3 separate regions of the Mus musculus genome follow, and all the other regions are linked to region 1. The links are chromatin contacts, called in public HiChIP or PLAC-seq and promoter capture Hi-C maps. All regions are on one chromosome and are shown on one strand. Each heading gives the region's core, a stretch centred on a gene start, on an enhancer-like site or on the middle of the called end of the contact. The rest is flanking DNA. Distances are from core to core; before and after follow the strand shown.

Region 1 (3,820 bases), core at 113-2,612:
ACCCAAGAATCTGAGGTGCATCAGAGAAAAGGCCAAGCCTGTGGCTGCCACTCCTCCAGCCAGAGGTAGAGAGCATTTACTCTAGAGAATCTGGTGAGCCCCCAAAACAAGTTACATGTGGATAAGGGACGGGCCGAGAGGCAGGACCGCAGGACTGAACAGTCTAAGGTGTGTGGGCACAAGTAGAAGGACCCAAAGAACTGGCCTGAGGAGGCGAATCCCCTGATGACCTAGGAAACTGGCGACTTTGGCTGTATACCTAGCTCTTACAGAGTAGGGCCCAGGGGAAGATGGCTACAATATTGCACAAAGGATCCCAACAGAATTGTGAGAGCTACCAGTTGCTTGAAACAAAGTAAAATCGCTTTAGACACTAAGGACAGAAAGCTGACCATGAGCACGATTCAGGGTCTTGGCCACATTAGAGGCCCTTGGGCACTTCGAGTCCTGAGTGGGTTAGCAGCTCTCCATCCCAAAGAGCAAAAGCAGGTGCCACTGGGCCCCGGAAATCTGTCTGTAGTGTGTGGATCACAGAGATCCGACTCACATCCACCAGGCTCAGCTTCTTTGCCTCATAGTCCAGCAGCAGCCCCACCTTCTCTGGTTGCCCAATACCCTTAATTGGAGCTTTTTCGTTGGCCAACATGCTGTGCCACTTGCGCTGGGCATAGGAGAACACCCAGGAACGATCATCAGCACCAACGCAGCTGTCCCGGGACATGTCCACGTCTGCCACTCCTATCCGGAACTGCTGGGAGCGCTTCACTGTTACCTCCCAGTAGTGTCTGCCACTGGTGACTGTGGTGTCTCCGAGCACCACTGCCCACTCCCGGAAGCGCTCCAAATTCAGGGCCACCTTGGTGGGTTCCAGTCCCACCAAGCCATATTTGACACCCGTGTCGCCTCTGAAGAGTGCCAGGCTGCTGTGGGCCGTTTTTTCTTCCAGTTTGAAACTGATGCCTGAGGGCAGAGCAAAAAAGAACTCGTAAACCTAGGGCTGTGTTTGATCTGAAAGCTGTCCAGGCGATGACGGGAAATCGAGAAAAGTCAATGTCAAATGTTAACATGGAAAGAGCAGAGGTGCCGCTTTAGTAAGACAGCCCTGGGAGCTGCAAATCACTGACTGGGGAAGCCAGAAGCCGGTGCCCCAGGTTTGGAATCTTGCTAGATCAAGGCAGAGGGGAGAGAGGAGAAATGAGGAGTGGAGTTCTCTGATCGCGCTCTGGGAATGACACGTTAACTACTTTGGAGTGACAGTAAAAAAGAAATATGCCTACCTCTCCGGGATTCCACAGCAGGGACCCCCCATCGCTTGGTGCCCCAGCGGTACAACTTCCAACAGCGTGCAAAGGGCAGCGCCATCTTGTGCCACAGATGCACGGGGCACGCCCCCAGGGGACACCGACCAATGACTGGTCCGCGCCCGGAGCACGTGGTGCGAGACGCGAGTGTCGTGAGAAATCGGTATCTCGGTGATTTCTAGTCTGGCGAGCTAGATCAATACGTGAAGAGACGTACTGATTATATCTCAACTAAGTAGGATACCCCTCTCACACACACACACACCCAGAGAGCCTGTGTAAACAGAGTCTCTGATTTGTTTGGTTTTGAAACAGGGTCTCCTGTAGCCTGGATTGGCCTGGAATTCATTATGTAGTCATGGCTGGCCTCAATTTCATAAAAATCTACCTGCCTCTGCCACCCAAGTGCTGAGACTAAATTAATGCATGCGATACCAAGTCTGGCAAGATAAAAGAAGTATTTTTTTAAAGTAGTTTAATCCGGGGGGGGCGGGGGGAGTGACACACAGCCCTCAGGAGGCAGAGGCAGGCAGTTTTCTATGAGTTCGAGGCCAGTCTGGTCTACATACCAAGTTCCAGGACAGGCAGAGCACCACACATTATTTAAAAAAAAAAAAAAAAAAAAAGCGTAAATCCGTTTCCCAGAGCCTCAGCATTCTCTTTGGACAGAATGTGTCTACATTCAAGCTTACTGTTCTGTCTTCTGAGACAGAGTTACTATGTAACCTTTGCAGGCCTCAAACTCTAGATCCTGCTGCCTCAATTTCCCAAGTGCCAGGTTGTGCTCAGTTTTTTTTTGTTGTTTTTTTTTTGTTGTTTTTGTTTTGTTTTTTTCGAGACAGGGTTTCTCTGTATATCAGTTTTTTATTATTATAGTTTGAGACAGGGTCTCAAGGATCGGCCTGCCTCAGCCCGCGGAGTGCTGGGATTAACAACATGACTTGTGCTCATTATTATTATTATTGTTATTATTATTATTATTATTATTATTATTATTATTATTATTATTATTATTATTATTTTCGAGACAGGGTTTCTCTGTGAAGTCCTGGCTGTCCTGGAACTCACTCTGTAGACCGGGCTGGCCTCGAACTCAGAAATCTGCCTGCCTCTGCCTCCCGAGTGCTGGGATAAAAGGTGTGCGCCACCAACGCCCGGCTACCTCATTATTTTTTAATGTATAAATGAGCTTGAAAGTGTGTGTGGGGTGGTGCAGTGACTCATTCTCTCCACTAGGGTTCAGTCAGGCCCAGCCTTTTCAGCCCCGTAACTGTAGAGATGCAGGTTAACTTTTTTTTTCCCCTTCTAATTACAAAACTACTTTTAATACTTTGAGGTATGTCGCATACCTCAAAACTGGGAAGAGTAACCTCACTTTCCAGGAGTGGCCCAGGGTAAGAGAGGAAGGAAACACGAGAGGGACCTGCTGCAGACTTGCAAATGCCGAAGGGAAGGAACTGTATAGCACGGTGGGAAGGCTCTGGCGCATAGGCGAAGACCAAGAGGGTTGGTCACGAAGCCGTTCTCGTTTGCCTTTTTCTGTTTCTGCTGCACGACCTCCGAGTCTCTCCGCCTGCGGGCGGCAGAGGAAACCAATCGTTATCCCGGCGCTTCCCCTTAACCGAGTCGCTCTCCTTGCTCTGGGAGAGCTCGCACTCAGGTACCGCGGTCCTGAAGCAGCTCCCACCTGCCTCGTTTGCATCCCATCTTCCTCTTCTATTGACTTTTAAACGTCGGAGCAAAAATGTTGAGGGAATTTCCTCTAGAGAGGTTGTGCCTGTTCTGCTAATGCTTCGGGTGTGGATAATGAAGAGGGAATGGTTTCAGAACTGGGTCTCTGAAGCACCTATAGACTTGCGCCTTCTTATTCCCTGCCCTCATCATGACCACTGAGCTGTATTCCTGGCCCTTTTTAAGATATGGTTGTTTGCTTGTTTTAATTTGTAGACGAGGTCTCACGAAGTTGACATTGGAACTCATACACACTGTAGCGTAGGGCAGCATTTGAACTGTGGACCTTTCTGGCGGAGCCTCCTGAGTCTGGATTATAGGTATGTATCGCCAGTGGAAATACCTGCATTATTTTATACTCATTCAGAGAGTAGCTTCACCTGTCATTTCTTATATTACTTTACTTCTACCATCAAATAAACTTACCTTCATCATTTAGATGATCTGTGTGCCTTATTTTTTTAAGATTTATTTTATTTTTAGTTATATATGTGGGGCGGGGGAGTCATAATATGTACATAAGTACAGGTGTCCTTGGAAACTGAAGAGACCACCAGTTCCCCTGAGCTGGAGTTATCGTGGTTGTGAGTCCTGGGAACTGGACTTAGGTTCAGTATCAAGCACAGAGCCATCTGTCCAGCCCACCTGCCTTATTGTTAACAAACAATCAATACTTAATATTTCCATGCATCCTAGTGATCAAATGATAGAATTCGGCTTGACAAACAAAAGAGACATTTGAGGTAGGGCTGGAGCTTAAGCACAAGCTCTAGGTTACCAAAAGAACG
Region 2 (4,434 bases), core at 324-2,823, 310 kb before region 1:
CCCTGACTTTCTGCAAGGTCTCTACTCACTCTCTGTAATCATTCTCTGTAATTGCTGCCCCTGATACTTTCCAAGCCTTGGCCTCACTCTCCCTACAAATCATCTCCCTTGGACCCAGGACTCTGCCCAAGCTCTTCCCACAGTTTCAATGAGTTAATTGTCCAACGTCATCTGGTCTGGCTGCCTGTCAGTCTCAGAGAACCTCAGATCAGAGCTATCCATTCCCTAACTCCCCTCAATGCTGTGTCTTAGTTCCTGGCTTCTCTTGCCGTCGTCTGCTGTTCCATCTGTCCTTGACCCCATACCTTCTAATCATTTTGACTTCTTCTCCCCTCTCCTCTTGCACATCCAGCTAGCCACAGTGTCGCATGCTGTGTTAGTCCCTCCCTTGCTCTGTCGCATTTCTTGCCTTCAGTCTCTCCAGCTCATCAAACTACCTAAAATATGCCTGGTGCTGGGGATACAAGGAAAGGAACCTTCCCCAAGATCCCTTTCCTGAGGGAGCTGATGAGCCCTCAGGACTGGGCTCCTACAATGGCCAGGTCACCAGCCCATAGGATGGATGGAATACTAGGTTAGTTTCCAATATGGAGATTTCTTGCTGCTAACTTGAATATCACCCGCCCAACAACCACCAAGGTTCCGGTTGGTTTTGGGTGTTTTGTTTGTTTGAGGCAGGATCTCTTGTATCCCAGATTGGCCTCTAGCTAGATATGTAGCAGAGGATGACCTTTGAACTCCAGATCCTCCCATTTCTACCTCGCAACTGCTGAAACAAATGTGCAGAACCACACCCAGCTGTTTGAGGCTCTCTACTTTTTAGAAGTTGAAACTCATACCTCCAGCCTCCTCTAGAGAGACTCTGGAGTCAGCACTGTGGAGTCACACCCAGCCTGGAAAAACCCTGTATTTTTTATCATTTGTCATGATGGAAACTCACCATCTCCAGAGAAGTCGGTCATGGTGGCACCTGCCTGAAATCCCAGTGCCTGGTAGAGGCAGAGGACTGTCACCCATTTTAAGTCACCTTGGCAAGTTCAGGCCAAGCCAGCCAGGGCTGTTAGGGATACTGTCTCAACAACTAAACTAAAGAAAATACATTAATTAAAGCTCTCTAAGGGCTGATGAGCTGGTATTCATTCCTACTGGAATTCAGTCCTCGAAATTCAGCTTTTGTTCGCTTTGTATTAATGATTTCATCTTTTTTTTTTCAGGTAATAAAAATTAAATTTGTTGACAAGCTTAAATGCACGGAAGAGGGTTTTTGATCCCTAGGCAGAAGGTAAAACTGGGATAGGATTTTCTTAAAGAGAGCTCAGATCAGATCTAAGCCCTTCTTTGCCTCCCGTGCCCCTTCCCAGAATGCACTTGAGTTCCCATGACTATGAATATCCCCATTTTTGGATCCCTCTCCTGAAAGGTCTAGAGGAGAGATGGAGAGGCCAGGGCAGTGGCTTTGTCAGAGTGACACACTGCAGGTTGGACTTGAATTTCTTGCATCTGAGCTAATTGCTGTGGCAATGCAGCCACCTATAAAATTACAGAGTGGCTCACCCAGATGCCCGTATCTGTTGCAAGTCTCAGAAGCTCTCCTTTCCTGTGGGTTCCTGTGGGCTGCCTGCTGGGCTCTGAGGATCAGCCTATCCTACCATCTCCTGGGTCCATCCTCAGACATCAGCTCCCATGGCGGCCCTCACAGACTTTGCTTTTATGTACCGCTGGTTCAAAAATTGCAATCTGGTTAAAAACCTCTCTGAGAAGTATGTCTTCATCACTGGCTGTGACTCCGGCTTTGGGAACCTGTTGGCCAAACAACTGGTTGATAGGGGCATGAAAGTGCTTGCTGCCTGCCTCACTGAGGAGGGGGCTCAGAAACTCCTGCAGGACACCTCCCACCAGCTGCAGACCTTCCTCCTAGATGTCACCAAGTCGGAGAACGTCAAGGAAGCAGCCCAGTGGGTGAGGGACCAAGTGGGCGAGCAAGGTGGGGTGTATTCTTGGATATTCTTCTCTCTCTCTCTCTCTGTGTGTGTGTGTGTGTGTGTGTGTGTGTGTGTGTGTGTGTGTGTGTGAGACCCTGATGTCCAAATGGGGATGGGAAGATGAAATAGGAACAGGCTGGAAGGCTCTAGTCCAGTAGAATCTGGTTTGGCCAGCTGACGACGAAGAAACACCCTGAGGAAATTTCCTCCATCTAAGGCAACAACTTGAAAGTTCTGAATACCCAAACCTCTAAAGTGTTTTAGAGACTTCAGGAGTCCCACTATTGGCTCCATATTTCTTGGCCAGCTCAGGCTAGGGATAATCATATAGATGCAAAAGGTGGAAATCTATGGGTGTGACAGGCAGGTCTCTTCTGTACGTCACATACACACATATCCCATAGATGTTGTTGCCTTTGGCAGGAGCTTGTTCCCACCGGGAAAGGAGCCTGTGCTGGGGACTATACCAAGAATGTCTGGGGACTTGCATGCAGGCTGTAGACACTAGATTGCTTACTTATGAGTACAAAAACTGGGAGAAGTAATGGCTCCTAAAAAGTCAAAGCCAGACCTCTGCCCAGGTCAGGCCAACAACTCTAGCTCTTCACTGATTTTCTCTTTAACATTTTACTTTTTTTAAAAAAAGTTATTGTTATGATTGATGTGTGTGTGTGTGTGTGTGTGTGTGTGTGTGTGTGTGTGTACCATGCATGAGGAGGTCAGAAGAAAGCATTGGCTCTGTGGATCTGGAGTCACAGAAAAAGAAAAGACAGTATGAAAAATGTGCGTATGAGTGAGCCAGAGGATAACTTTTGGAAGTCATTTCTCAATTCCCACCATGTGAGCCCTGGGGATGGAACGCAGGTCTTCAGGCTTGTGCCTCAGGACTTTCTGCTGAGCTGTCCTGCTGGCCCTCTCTTTCTTTATCATGTCTTCTCTGCTGAGTTAAGATTCCTAAGAGTGGACTTTGTGTCTCTTCTACTCACCCCAAGTCCTGAGTACCGACCGAGGAGGAAACCTAGCACCTAAGAAGGTACTTAGCAGATATTTTCTGAATGAATTAGCTAATGAATAACTTGGCAGGGGTGAGCCTCTTCCACCACACTGCTGTCCCAGCCTGTTTCCTGAATACAGCCTCCTCCATCCGGCCTCTTGTGTTCATTACTCACTGGGCGGTCTCCTGTAGCTGCTGCAACAAATTCATGCAAATGAATAGGTTAGACAACACATATTTATTACCTCATAATTCCTGAAGGAATAAATCCAAAAATGATTCTCGAGACTCAAGGTCCCAGCAGATCTTTGCTCATCTGGGGGACTCTAGGGCAGAGCTCACGTCCAGGTTTCCCACCTTCAGAGGCTACCTACATTCCGACAGAGGAGAAAATGAGGCTCCCCGAGCCTCAGGTCCTGATGCATCAGTGATCTACACTCTAGAGAGGACCACATACAGCTCGTGTCTCCGAGGGTGGTGCCAGAGAAACACACTATCATCCTTAGCTCGTGGCTCACTCCCTCTTCCAGTAAGCCTGGGACATGTCCTCTTAAAGGCTTTTCATTTCTCTGGCTCTTCGGCTCCTGCATTCTGTTTCCACTTAGGTATCCTGTGGTTTTGTGGGTTTACCCAGTGAACCTAGGATAATGTATCCCTGTGTAAGGTCAGTTGATTAGCTGCCTTCCATCTGCCTATAGCTCTTTCCCATATAACCTAACAAATTCCCAGGTTCTGGGAAGGTAACAATCTTTGGAGGACCATTATTCTGCGTGTGCCACCCAGCAACATCTTCTGTGTAAGAAGCACTAGGGGTGATGCACACCTGCATCTCAGAGCAGAGAAACTGAGGCAGGATAGAGAAGCTCCTGTAAGCACAGCCCTGGAGCTCTATCATCTAGGTATTCTTTACAGGGAAACAAACAAAGATAATACATTCCACTTCCCCAGTACATTGTCCGAGACACCGGCAGAATGTGGCCCTCTCTGGAGCCCAGACCACTGACGGGTTAGGGTCTGAGTCTCAGGAGCCTCATTTTCTCTTCCGTAAAGCAAGAGAGTTCCCTTAGCTGGGAAGGTTCTAAGCCCTATCAACCTGTTATCCCCCTGAAGTCTCTCTCTCACTTGAAGAAGGGATAAGATGGGGAGAGGAGTGGCTTAGGTAGGGACCCCAGAGCTAGGGGAAAGACAGGTCAGAATTGAAGCATGCATCCTGATCTGCTCTTAGGAGAAGGTGTGCGGTGGCAAGGTCTGTGTTAATCAATGGGAGTATAGCAGGGAAAGGAACAGAGGGGTCAGGGGATGGGTTCATGGAATCCGAGGGAGGAAGAAGCTTCCAGTCTTTACCATGATCTCTCCTGGTAGGATTTCACTCAGAAGCTCAATACATAAAACAAGCAAAAGGAATTCTTCTCCCACAGCCCCCTCCCCTGCAGGCTTCTGAGAATAACTGTGCTAGTG
Region 3 (3,985 bases), core at 1,291-3,790, 430 kb after region 1:
TCTCAAGAGCTAAATGTCAGTTATCTTAAGCTTGTCAATTTCAACTTGTTGATAACATGCTTTGTAAAAATGCTTTTTAAAATTTTTTTTTAGATCCAATAACATACTTGAAAACATGAGTGCCTTCAAAAATCCCCCCTCCCCACAGCCTCCTGTACATATAAATGAATGAAATCAAAACACATGTAGATAAACACACAGACACAGATCACACATATAGATACACATAAAGAGAACATACCTACTGGGATAAACATCACAGCCGTCTATATTATCTGCTAACATGAACATGCATGGGTATATGCGCAAAGGCCTAAACATGGAAGAGAGAGAGAGAAAGAGAGAGAGAGACCCTAAAATTCATCCCTAAAGTTCGCCTAGGTTAGTATTTTACCCACTTTCCCAGCTATGCACATACTTACTTTCACAAAATAAAGATTCCATTATAAAATGGTTGGAGTCCTGGGCCTGAGGCAAGAAATCCGGAGCACACCCTCCTGAGAGCTCCCTCTCCAGCTTTGGTCAGTGGGAAGAAAACAACCACTCAGGACTTGGGGACCATTTCCCATCGCAACCTCTCCTAAAGTCCCGTTCCCCACTCTATCCCTCGGAAGCCCGAGGAACCCTGTTCTCCGGCTATAGAAAAAGCCTTATGGCTTGAATCTGATTTTCCCCTGCTGAGGCTCCTTAGGCGAGCAACGGTTTTCTTAAGAAGTTGCCTTAAGACAGCACCAGACACAAACCATGATGTGAGCGGCTCAGGACCATTAAGACTTGTAGATTCAGGTCCGGTTTTAACACGTGCCCTTTCAACTGAGTTTACTGAGGCTAGATAGGTCAAAAAAGGTTAAGTAAACTCAAAATCCTCCTGCCTCAGCCTTTGGAGTACTGGGATTGCGTGCATGTACCACACCCAGTTTCTTGTTCTTTTCAAAGGTTAGTGCTGACCTACTACAAAGCACCCAGTATTAGTAAGAAGGGACCTGCTGATTCTAAAATGAGTGAATTTCTTGGAAATCCATATCTGGCCCAGTCTCCTGGAGCTGAGGCTGTCTCTACGACTAGGAGCTAGCTTTCTGGGAGACAATATTCTTAAAGGGAAGCTCAGGGACACTGAGGGAAAAGCATTCTTTGTGGCTCTCCCAATGAAGGGCTGGAAACAGGAGAGAAAGGCAGGTGCCTCAAGGCGCACCAGTAACTCCAGAGGCTCTTTGATGCTGCTGTCATCCCTAGGATAAAGGCAAGAGGGAAAACACACTCAAGTCTACTTTCATGGCACTAAAATCTAAGAAGGAATCTCTGTCAAAGGCCAGAGGGTCTTTGTGAGGCTCCAGAGACTTAGACTTCTAGCCTGAGGCTGACGGGGACAAAGTCAGATTTGGGAAACTCATTCGTTTCCCCTCTCAGCCTCGGAAACCCCAGTGAGGGAATTTCAAATGCCTGGGACTTCCAAGAAATCTCAGACTGTCAAAGCCAAGAATTAAGGCTGCTCTCAGGTATCAGAGACATTTTCTTGGTCAAAGCCATCGTAGATTGGCTGAACCTTCTGGGAGCAAAGCTAAATCGTGAGGTCCACAGCAAAGCAACTAGGAGGTGGAGAAAGGGCAGAAAGGCGGGGAAGGGATGGGGAGCAGTCCCACTAAGCTGAGCGGTCTCACACACCGAAAGAGACCGGCCCTCTCCTGGATCCCTTGAGTGGTTGCCTCTGGGGAATAGCCTGGAGCTCTGCAAGCCGCTGCACTTCTCTGAAAGGGATATCTTTCTCCAGCTTTCTCTTCTTGACCATGGGCTCCAGGTGGCAGGATGCTAGCCTGCTATCAGGGACCAGTCAGTGCACGAGCAAAGAAAGACTGCCACCCCCGGCTCTTCTCTATTGTGGGCAGGAGGCTGAGGCCCCTCACATGTCGGTTCCAGGCTGAAGCATCTGCCGTCAAAGCTCTTCTTCCCATCTCAGGTCTTTCTACTCTCCATTCCCACCCAGGCCTGTTTCGGTATTCCACCCCTGGCTGCTCTACCTCTGTCCCCAAGGCCTAATCAAGATGTCACCACAAGCTCCCACTGTCCAAGTCACGGTCTTCGCTTAGCAACACCAAGCACCCTTTCCCATCCTCCCCAAGTGTAAGGAGGAACGCCCCCTCCCCCCCCCCGCTATACACACAGCCCCCGTCCTCTCCCTCTCCTCAGGCTTGGGAGTTGTTACTGAATTGGTTCCCTAGCCCCATCACCCCCCTACCCCCCCTCCGCTAGCCGCCTTCTGCCTGAACTTACATTATCCTTCCCTTGCCGGTGAGACCCTGGGGTGCGAACGCGGCCGCCGCCTTGGAAACGGCGAGGGAGTGCGGGTGGTGTGTGCATGTCTGCGTCTCGGTGGCAGGCAGGGGTGAGCCCAGCCACTCACCTTCCAGGAAGCGTGGATTCCTGGAAGTGAGGGGAACCGCCGTCATTTCGCAGGCAGTGGCAGCCGCACGGTGAGCAGGGGCCCACGGCTGCAGCCGGCAGAACCGCTCAGCCCAGGGTGTATGTGCTGAGAGCCTCGTGTGTATGTGTGTGTGTGTGTGTGTGTGTGTGTGTGTGTGTGTGTGTGAGAGAGAGAGAGAGAGAGAGAGAGAGGGAGAGAGAGGGAGAGAGAGGGAGAGAGAGGGAGAGAGAGGGAGAGAGAGACAGGAGAGAGAGAGAGAGAGAGAGAGAGAGAGAGAGAGAGAGAGAGAGAGAGAGGGAGGGAGGGAGGCGTGGATGCGCTTGGGGAGGGGGCAGGAGAAAACGTACCAGTGTGTGTGTGTGTGTGTGTGTGTGTGTGTGTGCGCGCGCGCGCGCTAGGCTACAGCATCCCTTTTCCAAGACAGTGGAGAGGTGGGAATGGGGGTGCACAGGGAGTGGGGGTGCAGAGGGAGGGTAGGCAGATGTGTTTGCCCTCCTGCCCAACAGACAAAGAGGAGCTACAAAACAAATGCTTGAGAGGGGGGCAAGTGTATGTGTGTGTGGTGTGTGTGTGTGTGTGTGTGTGTGTGTGAGAGAGAGAGAGAGAGAGAGAGAGAGAGAGAGAGAGAGAGAGGAGAGCCGCAGGCTTGTGGGGAGGAGGAAGGGGGTGTCCCAGGGAAGGCCCAATCCTCTGCCAGCTAGGGAAGCCAAGGCCCCACAGGTCATGGGGCCCGGGACACAGGGGCAGCCTCCAGGATCTAGAAGTGGCAGAAGGCTCCTCCCCTAGCAAACTCAGGCTCCTTTCCATCTGCCTCTCCTTCTGACAATCCCCCTTCCCATCACTGACTAGTGGAGATCTGGGACCCTGAGCTTTTTCTAATCCCTGGTTGGGTCTCCCTGTCTTCCCTCTCTCCCGTGCCTCTGGGGCTCTGGCTTCAGGAGTCCTGGATGAATCCTGTCCTCTATCAGGAGAAGGCTCTTGCTCGCTTTCCTTCCAGAGGAACTGTTCACTGCTGAGCTGACCTACTTTGGAAGACTGCATTTTCTGATTCCAAGAATTTGGGATGGGAGGGGCCATGAAACTTTGGGCTGCCAATCCTTGCACCTCTCTCTCCTCAGGTTCTCTTAAATGTTTCAGGGCACCAGGATAAGCTCTGCTCCATTTGATTTGAGCAACTCAGTTTCTGTTTTCAGTGTCTGTGGTGGGTAGGGTGGAAATCTGTGCTGTAAATTAGTGGACTCTCGTTTCCCCCATTTCTTCCCATGGGAATTATCTGTACTTTTAGAAAGGAAGTTGGGGGGCGTGTGCTTTCAGAATCAGGTTCTATGAGATGGTAACATCCCTTAGTAGAACGAGAGGCCTCCTCTCTTTATCAGGTGGCCAGTGGGGGAGGCGGTGACCTGAGAAAGGGCCAGTAAAAAACCAGACACTGGGGACAACTCTCTGCTTTCGGATCAGCCCAGGAGAGGGATGGAGGTCAAAAATGGGTTCTTACATGCCCTATTATATACCCTCTTGGCCATGTCTGGCCCTGAAGGGGGCATTCTTTAGACCTAATGTCAGTGC

Evidence for each region. HiChIP or PLAC-seq counts read pairs in DNA pulled down with a chosen protein or histone mark. Capture Hi-C pulls out chosen DNA fragments and counts their contacts.
Region 2: a contact with region 1 is called in an H3K27ac HiChIP or PLAC-seq map of embryonic stem cells, with 6 read pairs. The contact joins the promoter of Sdr9c7 here to the promoter of Spryd4 in region 1. A contact is called at or near these places in 1 of 39 promoter capture datasets (fetal liver) and 3 of 115 datasets of contacts at active chromatin or transcription factors (embryonic stem cells and pancreatic cancer cells).
Region 3: a promoter capture Hi-C map of adipose tissue shows a contact between it and region 1. The contact joins the promoter of Ikzf4 here to the promoter of Spryd4 in region 1.

What each region holds. Positions count from the first base shown.
Region 1 is chr10:128,210,432-128,214,251 of GRCm38.p6, forward strand. It overlaps Spryd4 (SPRY domain containing 4), which reads right to left and starts at 1,363. Exons shown (of 2, transcript NM_025716.2): 1 at 1,278-1,363; 2 at 1-960. The coding sequence starts at 1,362. The coding sequence ends at 422.
Region 2 is chr10:127,896,962-127,901,395 of GRCm38.p6, forward strand. Sdr9c7 (4short chain dehydrogenase/reductase family 9C, member 7) reads left to right here and starts at 1,574. Exons shown (of 4, transcript NM_027301.3): 1 at 1,574-1,984. The coding sequence starts at 1,684.
Region 3 is chr10:128,643,453-128,647,437 of GRCm38.p6, forward strand. Ikzf4 (IKAROS family zinc finger 4) reads right to left here and starts at 2,541. Exons shown (of 8, transcript NM_011772.3): 1 at 2,269-2,541; 2 at 423-516. The coding sequence starts at 2,355. It overlaps Gm26876 (predicted gene, 26876), which reads left to right and starts at 2,432. Exons shown (of 2, transcript NR_152728.1): 1 at 2,432-2,468.